Linked DNA regions of Mus musculus: regions 2 and 3 are each linked to region 1. Evidence: chromatin contacts called from public promoter capture Hi-C data. All regions are on one chromosome and are shown on one strand. The core of a region is the stretch at or near the end of the contact, and the rest is flanking DNA. Distances in the headings are between cores, read along the strand shown.

Region 1 (3,854 bases), core at 648-3,147:
GCACACAGTGGGAGAGGGATGCAGGGAGCCACTATGGTGGGAGGCTCAATCGGAACGGAACTCAGGCTTCCCTGGTTCCTGCTGGACGGGGTGGGGTGGGCACCCAATTTAATGATGTGATCACCCACTTGTGTTCCTTTTTTCTCTCTGTTCTTATTTGGGTGCAGCAGAGAGGGTTCCTCTCTTCATTATCAATCAATCAATCAATCAATCAATCATCTATCTATTTTTCCCTCCCTCCCTATCCTTTTACTTCGGCTTGCTATATACTTAATAAACCCATTCATAGGGCTGGTGAGATGGCTCAGTGGGTAAGAGCACCTGATTGCTCTTCCGAAGGTCCAGAGTTCAAATCCCAGCAACCACATGGTGGCTCACAACCATCTATAACGAGATCTGACGCCCTCTTCTGGTGTGTCTGAAGACAGCTACAGTGTACTTACATGTAATAAATAAATCTTAAAAAAAAAAAAAAAACCATTAATAACTGACAATAGGCTATGAGAGACTGTTCTCCAAGCAACAGCACAGACCAGCCAGGGCTGGGGACAGCTCAGCCAGGAGCAGGCCTGCCCAGCGCGCCTAAGCTTCTTCCTTGGTTTGATTCCCCAACACCACATAAAACTGGGATGGCAGCAGCAACACCATCCTGACTCTAGTACTCAGGAAGATGAGGCAGCAGATCAGAAGTTCTAAGTAACCTTTAGTTATATAACCAGTCTGAGGCCAGCCTGGGCCACATGAGACAGACAGACAACCCCCCCACCACCACCACTTTCTGGTCCAATTTTAATATATCTGTCTTTGTTTCCCATCAGAATCAGGGCAATCTCTTGAATTTAGACAGCCTGGCATGGTGACAGATGATAATCCTAGCATTCAAGAGGGGACGGCAGGAGCATTGAGAATTTCAGGCCAGCCTGGGCACATATCAAGGTCCTCTCAACAGAACTTAGCTCCAGGTTCCTTGTGTAAAGTGGTGTGAAGTTGTAGCTATGAGGGAACGAGGGAGGCCAAGACAAGTGTACTTCAGTCCAAAAGTCTGAGCCCAGGTAGGCAACACAGTTAGATACCATCTTAAAAAGGCATGTGGGCCGGGCGTGGTGGCACACTCCTTTAATCCCAGCACTTGGGAGGCAGAGGCAGGCGGATTTCTGAGTTCGAGGCCAGCCTGGTCTACAGAAACCCTGTCTTAAAAAACCAAAAAAAAACCAAAAAAACAAAAAAAGGTGAGTGGGGTATGGGTGGCTGGAGATGGCTCGACGGCTAAGGATGCTTGCTGCTCCGTCGTGGATCCAGCATCCACAGTACACAGCTCACAAATGCCCACAAGGAATCTGCCACTCTCTTTTGGCCTCTGCAGGCACCTGAGTGCTCCCCGACCCAAGCGTGGTGGTGTGTGTTAGTAATCTTGCCCTGCAACTGGTTAGGGAATCTCAAAAGCCCAACCCAGGCTGCAAAGCAAGATTGTCTTAAATCCAGCAGCAGCAAAGAAAAGAGGCCATCTGCCAATAATCAGGACACTCTAACTGAGTTGGTGAGAACAATACATACAGGCTAAGTCTGAGGGAGGTGGGGATTCACAGCACACGACTGACAAAGAGAAAAAAAGGTAACTGTCCTAGTAAGAAGGCCGCCAGACACCATTTTAACCAAGACGCCGAAATCAGCCGCTCCAGCAACGGGACACATCACGTGTTTCCTGTGGCATTCCTGCCAAATACGCAAATTTGCATCTAAGCACGAGGACATAAACAAGTCTCAATTAAGGGACAATCTACAAAATAACTGGCTTGTGCTGCCCTCTGGATCAAGGTCATCGAGACTAAGCACAGAGGAGCCACTCTGGATTAAATAAGGCTACAGACTCGCCAACTATGTGCAATGTGCAGCCACAGACCAGGCCCTGGGCCAAAACCCAAAACAAAAAGACAAAGGTTTTTCATCTTGCTCTACAGGACCCTGGGGAGTGATAAGGCCTGAAGCTTAGGTGACAGTCCTTGGGGGAGTCCAGGGTGAGACCCACGGCCCAGGCTCAAGCCACAGGAAGCATACACCACTGTTCTGTCTACAGACTGAAGACAGCAGTGCACACCCGTACTTTTTACAGCCAAATTCAGTGTCTAGCACTAAAAAATGTAAAATAATGAAACCTCAAAAAGCAAAAATCCAAGTAAAGCTAAAAGCATATTATACACTCCTTTTAACAGACGGGGAGTACCTACACTTGAGCCAGTGGCCCCGAAATCAACTGCAAAACTACTTCTCCCTGCTACTCTGTGACCGTTTCCGGGGCAGATGTACTCTCTTTTCTGTAAACCCCTTAGGCCTCTCTGCAGTGTACAGCCCTCGTCAGTGCCAGAGTGTCTGTGGAAGTGAGCTGCTCACCCATTTGGAGTAAGAGCAGCAATTTAGTCAGATACCAGGTCCAAGACCTGCCCAACTAAAACAAACAAATGGTAAAGAGGCCTAATGGCCAAAACCCCAAAGCCATGCCAATTACCAAAGTACAACCAAAGGCTCTGGGCTCCACACCGTCACACACAGCTGCGCACTAAAGGTACACACTCACACTTACAAGCCGCTCTAGCCAACTGTGCTGGGTGAGGGAACCCCTAACTCCTCTTTTATGAATGGGGAAGCCAAGGCAATACACTCGATTACTTAAAGAGCGCTAAACAGCTCAAAGAGCCTCTAATTCACACCAAGAGTCACAGATTCGGAATTGTCTCCTGTTCACAAGCAAAGGTGGTGCAATCTTACAGGGCAGCTCCAGGCCTGGGTGCACCGTGGCGTTCTTGACCATGGGTGGGGAGTGCCGACCGTCGTCCATATCCAGCTCTGTACACTGCGCTTCTCCGTGGATCACAGCCAGCCCCAGGCGGAGCCTTTCAGCATAGGACTGAGCCCTGAGAAGAAGACAATGGTTGGCCACGGTGACACTGATGGGAAGAAGGCCCAGCCCACGGCCCCGCTCTAGTGATCACAAGACAGAACCCGCATTCAGTCTTTGAGGGGGCACAAAGAACCATTTCTATAAACCAGGCCAGAAGATAAACGCCTCAAGGGCTACTGTTGGAGTCTCGATAATTTGGGGTTTCTCTCCCCAGTATTCCTTAAAGCTATTTCCAGAACCTTGTTCAAAACAATGTTTCAAAAATCAGGGGCAGACTGGAGATGTGGCTTAGTTGGTAGAGTGCTCATCTGGCATGCGTAGGGTTGTGGGTTTGATTCCCAGCACTATATAAACAGGGCATAGTGACTCTCCTAATTGCAGCATTCCAGAAGGAAAGGCAGCAAGGTCAGAATTTCCAGGTCATCCTCAGCTATGAAGGGAGCCTGAAAAAAGCCCGGTGTACACAAAGGACGCACTGTCTTCAATAAGATCACTGCTAAGTGCTCAGTCACTGTCTCCCTGAAGACTGGGAGAATTCCAGCCCGAGCAGCACAGTGCGAGGCACCCGTGATGTCTGGAGATGAAGCTGCTGAGTGGACCTGACAGTGAGGCAGGAAAGGAGAACCCATGCGCTCTTTCTTACTGGCCACACTGGGACGGCCCTGGATCCCCACACTAGTTCTTGCCACAGCCGCACTGGGATGAGAAGTGCTTGCCATATTTACCTTTTTGCAGCATCAGGAGACTTAGCTACAATGACTGCATTTCTGTAATTTGGAATCTAGATTTGGAGGAAAAATAAAAATACTGAAGCATTATTAAAAATAAAAAAACCACCTAAATCTGGATACAGGTTTTCTTCCAGCAATGCGCTGGAGCTCATGAGGACATCCCCGTATGATCAGTTCATCGATGAGAAAGCTGTGCTACATCAAGATACCAGAAACATCACACGCTT
Region 2 (3,854 bases), core at 896-3,395, 650 kb after region 1:
ATAAAAATATCCTTCCTTTTTCTTTTTTTCTTTGTTTTTGAAATAGGGGCTTATAATGTAGCCCTAGCTGACCTGAAAACTCTTTGTAGACCAGGCTAGTCTAGAACTCAGAGATATGGCTGTCTCTTCCTTCCAAGTGTCAGGAGATGTCACCACCACACTTGGAATTCCATTCATTTTCAAAGCTGGATATGGTAGTCCACTGTGTGCACATCTGTTCATAGTGTAGTCCAGTGTGTGTGCACATCTGTTCATAGTGTAGTCCACTGTGTGTGCACATCAGTTCATAGTGTAGTCCACTGTGTGTGCACATCAGTTCATTTATTGATGAACACTTGGGCTGCTTCTACCTTTTGACTATGGGGTGTAATGCACACTGTAAACAAACATTTTAAAGGTGTTATTCTGTGTGTCTAATGTATGCACATGTGTGTGGAAGCGAGCAGACACCTGGCTGGAGTTTCTCACTCTTCCACTGTGAGGCTCTTGGGGTCACACCTGTGTTCACATGCCTTTACCTTCTGAGTTACTGTGTCAACCCCTGGGCTGTACTTTTGAGTTTGTTAAGATTTATTTTTATTTTATATGTGTATGCGTTTTGCCTGTGTGTCTGTCTGTGTACCATGTGTGTGCCTGGTGCCTGCAGGGTCCAGAGAGTGCCAGATCCCTTGGAATGGAGGGGTGTTCATATATGCTGTCGTGGGCCACCATGTGGGTGCTGGGAACTAAATCCAGGTCCTCTGTAAGACAGCAAGTGCTCTTAACCACTGAGCCATCTCTCCAGCACCATACTGCACATTTAAAAAATTTTTGCTGTAATATTAACCAAAAAAAAAAATGATATAATTACATGCTTCCCAGGAGTGTTTTGTCTTGAGCTTGTTGGCTTAAGGACAGGGTCTGATCTGAGTACTGGGGTTGACGCTTGTGCAGGCCAGCCCAGGTCTAGCCTCATCCCTTACATGGGATAGCCTCAGACTTTGGTGTAGTCATTCCAAGTACAGCTGTGATGTCGGGCTCATCTTTCCTTTCTGTGGTATTGGGGCTCAAACCCAGGCCTTGCCACGCAGCACTGGCTTTCCCGGGTAGCCTGCTGTGGAAGTGAGATGACACAGGAGTGTCCCATGGGGAGAACTGGTGAGCCCTGCCGTTTTGGAGAAATGACTGTGGCAATACAAGAGCTTTCCTCAGGTGGCCCTGCTCCCTCAAGGTTCTGGGCCAGTCTGAACTGCGCTTGACTTCCTGTCTTCTGCTGAGTGTGACTTAAGCCTGAGCCCCCCAGGCTCTGCGAAGCTGCAGACCTATAGCAGTGCACTATGGGAACTGTGCTGGCGCCACCGCCGACTCCACGAGGCTTTGATTCTAGTTCATGACACTAGATAATATTTCCATAGCTCATTGCATTCTTTTATGTGGGCAAGCACATGGCATTTTTAAAGCTGACAGCTGCAGTTCCCTGGAACACCAAATGCTTTCCTGAAGGCCACGGATTATCTTTTACACCGAGAAGTCAAACAGTTCTGCTAAGTGGGGCTTCACCGTGCAGAACGGACGGAGGTGCATTTATGTGCCGTCTGCTCTGTTTGCTCTAGCTTACCTTTCTATTTTTCTCTTTTTAGGTCAGGATCTTTAACCTATGCTGGCCTCCAGCTCCCAGTGTGTGAGACAGTGACCTTGGACTCCCTCCTCACCCTCTGCCTCCACCTCTCAAGTACTAAAGTTGTAGACATATCAAATGCCTGCTGCCACACACGTGGCCTGTGGTGGAGGCCCGGAGTCCTCTGTCCTAGGATTCTAGGAGAGGGTTCTGCCTACTGAGAGAGCTGCCTGCAGCGCTGGTGTCCTCTAACTCTGAGACTATCACTGGTCGTTTATTTTGATAACTGAAGAATGCGTGTCAGCACTCAGAGAGCTCTGGCTTTCCCATGTATCTGGCCAGGCACTGTCGGGCAGCAGTGGCTTGCTGTATTTTTGTGAACAGCAGATAATGCTGGTTTAATAGTTGAAAGCAAACACAAAGAGTGGATTAACATGCTGCTGCTGTGTTAGAGCCAAGTATAGCATGAGCTACTTTGTGGGCCTGAGCTGCGGGACGAGGATTGAAACGGGAAAGTGGTGGGAGGAGCAGTCTGCAGCCTGCTCAGCAAAGAGCCAGGGCTAGGGCCTGTCCGAAGGAGCTGCCAGACTCATGGTTTGTATCCCGGATGAGCTGTCTTCTGCTGGCTGCCACGTCAAGCAAGTGTGTTGTCACTGGAGCTTGTCCTTGTGTGAGGTGTCCCTGCCTTCCAGTTTTCTTGCCTGATTGTTTTTAATGCAGGGTCTGGCCGTGTTGACCAGCCTGGCTCAAGCTCCTGGCTGATGTGTGGTCCTTCCACCTCAGCCTCCGTGAGCAGCTGGGAGTGCCGGTGCCAGCACACGGGCCTCCTCTACTGTACCTGCTTGAATACCATTATAATAAAGGAACTGGTCAATACTTGGGATTGAAGGAATAGTTTCTCTCTCTCTCTCTCTCTCTCTCCCTCTCTCTCTCTCTCTCTCTTTCTCTCTTTTTTTTGTTTTTTTTTGAGACAGAGTTTCTCTGTGTAGCCCTGGCTGTCCTGGAACTCACCCTGTAGACCAGGCTGGCCTCAAACTCAGAAATCCGCCTGCCTCTGCCTCCCAAGTGCTGGGATTAAAGGCATGTGCCACCACTGCCCGGCTATACTTTCTCTTTTAAAGGGGTTCATTTGTTAACTGTGGGTGAGTGTGGCAAGCACCTATAATCTCAGCACCAAGCACGTAGGCTGTGACGATGCAGAGTTTGAAGCCAGTCTGTCAGCCAGTCAGTAACTACTGGAGGGTTTGTACGTGCCCCCAGTGCAGATTCCCTCAGGGATCCATATCAACCAGACCCTTAAACTGGGTTTTGTTTGAAATCAAGCCAGCAATTGGCATTGCAGGGGAGGGGCACGCCCTTGTATTGGTCTGCTCCTGTCCCGATGGAGGTTTGTTGCCTGAGGAATGCTAAACACAGATAGCTGACCTGTGTGTATAGCACTTGGGTGCTGTGGTCCTCAGAGGTTGCTGGACATGGGGAGTTGTCCTCCAATGCATAGCCTAGGCAGGCTTCGATCTTGTAATCCTCCTGCCTCAGTGTTGGGATTACAGGGGTGAACCACCACTTGTGGTCCAAAAGTTTAGAACTCTGAAGAAACTTAGCAAGTATTAACTGTGTAGCAGTGAGGCAAAGGAGGACCATGTGTCACTGGGGGTGGGAAACGATTCCAAGACGGCCCAGTGCACCGCCTTCCGGAATCTGCTGGTTTTCTGGAGAGCCGACACATCTCTTCCCCTTGTGCTGGTTCTCAAGTGTGCAGTGGGCATCAAAGCCGTCTCCACAGGCTGTCTGATGAGCACGTCTGGCCTGGCCTGGCCTGGCGACCAGCCTGGCTTGCTCTGTGGCTGACAGGGAGCCTGCTGCTGAACCAGCTTGTGCAAAGCTAAGAGCAAAGGGGCGGGGGCGGGGGCAGACTGCTGCAAACCAGAGTGGGCCGGCTGCACACAGCCCAAGCTCCCCTCTGCACCTTTAGGCAGTGCACAGTTGCCCAGGGGCCAGTTTAGAGTCTTGCTTTAAGAGACCTTCCGCCGTTTCCCCTGATCTCTTTCCTCCTCAGACCCCTCTGGTCTCACCTGTGCTCTGCTATGCCAGTCAGTGCCCTCCTTCCTCAGCGTCCCTCCTTGGTGTTTCATGGCCCTCCTAGTCTCTGTCTTTTAGGTGGCACAGCATAAGTCAGTCAAGTACCTGCCATGTGTGGGTTTCAGGCTCTAATTTGCCCTCTCATATTACCTCCCGGTTAGTCTTAAGGTAACAGGCC
Region 3 (3,854 bases), core at 967-3,466, 630 kb before region 1:
AAGGACCCTAGCAGCCAGCCGCAGCCTAGGGACAGTTCTCACACTGGGGTGAGCAATCAGAACACACACTCTGTATTCACAAGATGCCTCGTGTTCAGTCCAAGGACACACTGCTCAGGGCATCCTGAATGTCATTCTGGTGAGCCTGACTGGGTGCCTGTTCTCAACTGGCCTTTGGAAGGACAGGGAGGAGTGGTCACAGTCCTTGGGACTCTGAAGGAAGTAAGAGATGGGGGATGCCCAACCTTTGCAGCAGGAAGGATTCAAGCAGGATTGTTGAACTGCTTAAGAGCTGACGGGGCAGGTCGTGGCCTCAGAGGCCAGAAATCTGAAAATGTGTTTCTCTTTGACTTGACTTCCCTGAGGATGCGAAGTCAGAATATTCTAGGGTAGTATGTTGGTCCAGTAAGATTACAATAGGAGACTGGGCTGTGTACACCTTTAATCCCAGCACCCGGGAGACAGAGGCAGGGGGATCTCTGTGAGTTTGAGGCCAGCTTGCTTGGTCTACAGAGTGAGTTCCAGGACAACCAGGGCTACACAGAGAAACCCTGTCTTGAAAGACAAACAAACAAATAAACAAAGAATATAATAGGAGCCATGTATATAACTTAAAATTTCTAGCATTAAATAATCAGATTTAATTTAGATAAGAATTCTGTTTAATATACTCAAAATATTATCTTTACATGTAGGCAATACAGCTATTAGTAAGTTGTTTTGACTTGTGTGTGTGTGTGTGTGTGTGTGTGTGTTTGGGGAAGGATTTTTTTTTAATTAATTAATTTATTTATATGTAAGTACACTGTAGCTGTCTTTAGACACTCCAGAAGAGGGCATCAGATTTCATTATGGATGGTTATGAGCCACCATGTGGTTGCTGGGATTTGAACTCGGGACCTTTGGAAGAGCAGTCGGCGCTCTTAACCACTGAGCCATCTCTCCAGCCCCGGGAAAGATTTTTTTTATGTTTATTTTTTTATTTTTTGTTTTTATTTTTTGTTTGTGTATGTGCCTACATGTATGTCTATTTATCATATGCATGCACTGCCCATAGAGGCCAGAAGAGGGCGCTGGGTCCCCTGGAACTGGACTCAGAGACTGGTGTGAGCCGCCATGTGGATGCTGGGAATCTAACACAGATCCTCTGGGAGAGGAGTCTCTTAATGGACTAGCCATCACTCCAGTCCCTAATTTGCTTTGTTTTGTTGATACTAAGTCTCTAAATTCTGATTTTTTTTTTTTTTTTACACTTTATAACAGTCTCAGTTGTAAAATAAACTCTTTGAAAAGCTCTGTCTTAAGAGTTTGAGATTGGAGATGTAAGGTGAGGCCCGAGGTTGGCCTCCCTTCAGGTTGTTTTAGTAAAGACACTTCACTGTGGCAGAACCAAATGTACTTTCTTCCTTTTGTTGTTGTTGTTTTATAGTTGTTTGATTTTTGAGACAGCCTGTAGCCCAGGCTGGCCTGGAATTTACTGTATAACCTAGGCTGCCCTTGAACTCCTGACTTTCATGCCTTCGCTCCCCCTGAGTGCTGGGATTACAGGCGGGAACCACTGTGCACAGTTTGAATATCCGTTCACACTTTAAATTGGCTGAAATAAGAGAAACTTTAAATATCATCTTCTTGATACAAGTGAGCCTTGGCCGCTTGACTGCTGTCCTAGGCTGCTCAGGGAGTGGGGCCTCCTACTGGGCCTTCAGCTCCTGAGGGTTTATCCCCCACCCCACCCCCCAGTCCTCCAAATTCTACATTCCAAAGCCACTGCTGGTGGTAATGGGGAAATGGCTAAATTAAGAGCTTGGAGCTCTCTCCTGGTCTCTATCTCTTCTCCAGGCTTCAGTAACCTGGGATCAGCCAAGGCCTCGCAGGGCCCCGGGAGAGCTTGTCCCACACAGCCTGTGTGATTTCTCTGCTCTCCTTTTTCTGGGAAATGTTTGCATTCCAGACACTCAGCTATCTCCCCAGGCCCTGCATTTTTCACATAGCTGAACAGGGACTGGGACTGGCTGGGGCCCTCCGCCTGGGGTCTTGCATTCCTGGCCGGCCATCCAGGTATGGCCATTTGCAAGGCAGACTGTGTTCCTGCCCTGTCTACCCACCCTGTCATCCTCAGGGATCCCCTAAAGGAGGCATTTGTTAGAGCTGTCCTCCCTGCCCTGGCCTCCTCCCATGAGCCACTGGGCTGGACTCTGGGGAGGTGTGGCCCTTGAGTTTTCTCCTGCTGTCGCCAGGGCTTATCTCTCTGTGCTGCTGGGGCTCTGATAGGGCTCCTGGTAACACTGACTGGAGTCTGGAAGCTGACTCCTTCTGCACACTGCGGATTTAGCTCAGTAACTTACAAGGCAGTTGCCATTGGGCCCTGCTTCAGCCTACTGCAGCAGAGTCAGTGCCGTAGGGTAGGTAGCTGTTGGGAAGCAGAAGCCCAGGCCTGCTGAGCAATGCTTTGACATCAGCTGTTGGCATTCGCACCTCCTGTCTGTAGCTCCTTGCACACCAACGGTGAAAAAGGCCCAGAGCTGCAGGCAGGGACAGAAACCTAGACCTGGTCACCAGGGTGGCTGGCATTGGGAACCCTGGGAGGGAGGCAGTGACCCCTCCGGGATGTTCTCCAGCCATTTTCAGCTCCTTGTAAAGCCTTTAGCCATTGGGTGATCGCACGCAGATAACCTGGAAAGCTATACATGTCCATGAACACGCGGGGAAGTGTTCATGCCATGCGATCCAGTCAGAGCTCTGTATTTTTTTCAAAAACTGTACACTGTGCACAACACCCCTTTAATCCCAGCACTAGGGAGGCAGTGGCAGGTGGATCTCTAGCCAGCCTGATAGCCTACATAGTGAGTTCCAGGGTCCCTGTCTCCCCCAGCCCTTCAAAATGATATATGTGCGTAACTATACATGTGGTTATATAGTTGTATACTGTGTGTACTCTCATGTAGGTAGGTGTATGTGTAGTGGTCAAGAGGACAACTAGAGATCTGGACTACAGACATAAATGAGTCCTGTTTTAACTCCAAGCTGAGGAGGTGCAGAGCTCAGAGCCCCCTTTCCCTGATTGAGCTGTGACTCCACAGCCCAGCCCCAACCCTGGGGGATCATGGGGATTCAAAGGACTCGCCTATAGGCCCAGCCCACATGCTTCTCATTTCAGACAGTGGAGCATGGCTTCCCACACCAGCCCAGCGCCCTTGGCTATAGCCCTTCGCTGCGCATCCTGGCCATCGGAACCCGCTCTGGAGCTGTCAAGCTGTATCCTTTCCAGTGCCTGTTGCCATGGGGTGAGGCCAAGGTGATCTCTATGTGTATGTGGGGTAGGTGAGATCTGGAGAGAGCCAGTCTTACCCTGCTTCATCTTGGGCGCTTGGTCCAAGAGCAGGGTGAGAATTTAGCACCGCGAGCTGTGTGTCCTTAGAGCACAGAATGGGTATATCTTCTCTTCTCTGGTTACTCACGTCCCCGTTCCCCCCCCCCCCGTCCCCCCCCCTTGACTTGTATACTTGATTGTAGGGCCCTGGGTGACTACCACGTTGTCCAAGCTAGTTGTATAGTCTTTTGTCCACAGCAGGGGGTGTCTGGGATACAGGTGGTTTCAGCAGGGAGGCTCCACCCTGGGACAACTTCTCTGAAGTCCTGGACAACACCTGGTATTCCTGATGTCTAACCTACACCCGCTGCTAAGAGGCCTAGAGAAGTTGGGAGACAGGGGCCCACCTTGGGTAGCTGAGCTGTGATCTCCTGCCACAAAGTCCTCCCCCTAGGCTCCTGCTATTCTGACCCAGCCTAAGTGACAGCCCAGGTGGGCTGGGCTGGTGTATACACAGGAGGCCGAGGCCAGAGCCTTGTTATTA

The links. Capture Hi-C pulls out chosen DNA fragments and counts their contacts.
Region 2: a contact with region 1 is called in a promoter capture Hi-C map of liver. The contact joins two enhancer-like sites. A contact is called at or near these places in 2 of 9 other capture datasets (liver and pancreatic islet).
Region 3: a contact with region 1 is called in a promoter capture Hi-C map of liver, with 3 times the contacts expected there. The contact joins two enhancer-like sites. A contact is called at or near these places in 1 of 39 promoter capture datasets (hippocampal neurons), 1 of 15 datasets of contacts at CTCF or cohesin (large pre-B cells) and 1 of 9 other capture datasets (liver).

Annotation. Positions count from the first base shown.
Region 1 is chr11:116,474,439-116,478,292 of GRCm38.p6, forward strand. It overlaps Prpsap1 (phosphoribosyl pyrophosphate synthetase-associated protein 1), which reads right to left. Exons shown (of 10, transcript NM_026364.1): 6 at 3,622-3,677; 7 at 2,764-2,909. Among named protein-coding and RNA genes, the nearest start is that of Prpsap1, 14 kb to the right of the region's middle. Within about 2 kb of position 1,898, at least 36 of the 459 cell types and tissues checked have an H3K27ac peak or open chromatin away from gene starts, as enhancers often do. A contact at or near this core is called in liver, where this site is marked.
Region 2 is chr11:117,126,291-117,130,144 of GRCm38.p6, forward strand. The region is part of intron 2 of Sec14l1 (SEC14-like lipid binding 1); the gene reads left to right. Among named protein-coding and RNA genes, the nearest start is that of Sec14l1, 13 kb to the left of the region's middle. Within about 2 kb of position 2,146, at least 84 of the 459 cell types and tissues checked have an H3K27ac peak or open chromatin away from gene starts, as enhancers often do. A contact at or near this core is called in liver, where this site is marked.
Region 3 is chr11:115,840,160-115,844,013 of GRCm38.p6, forward strand. Llgl2 (LLGL2 scribble cell polarity complex component) reads left to right here. Exons shown (of 26, transcript NM_145438.2): 3 at 3,158-3,255. Among named protein-coding and RNA genes, the nearest start is that of Myo15b, 16 kb to the right of the region's middle. Within about 2 kb of position 2,217, at least 116 of the 459 cell types and tissues checked have an H3K27ac peak or open chromatin away from gene starts, as enhancers often do. A contact at or near this core is called in liver, where this site is marked.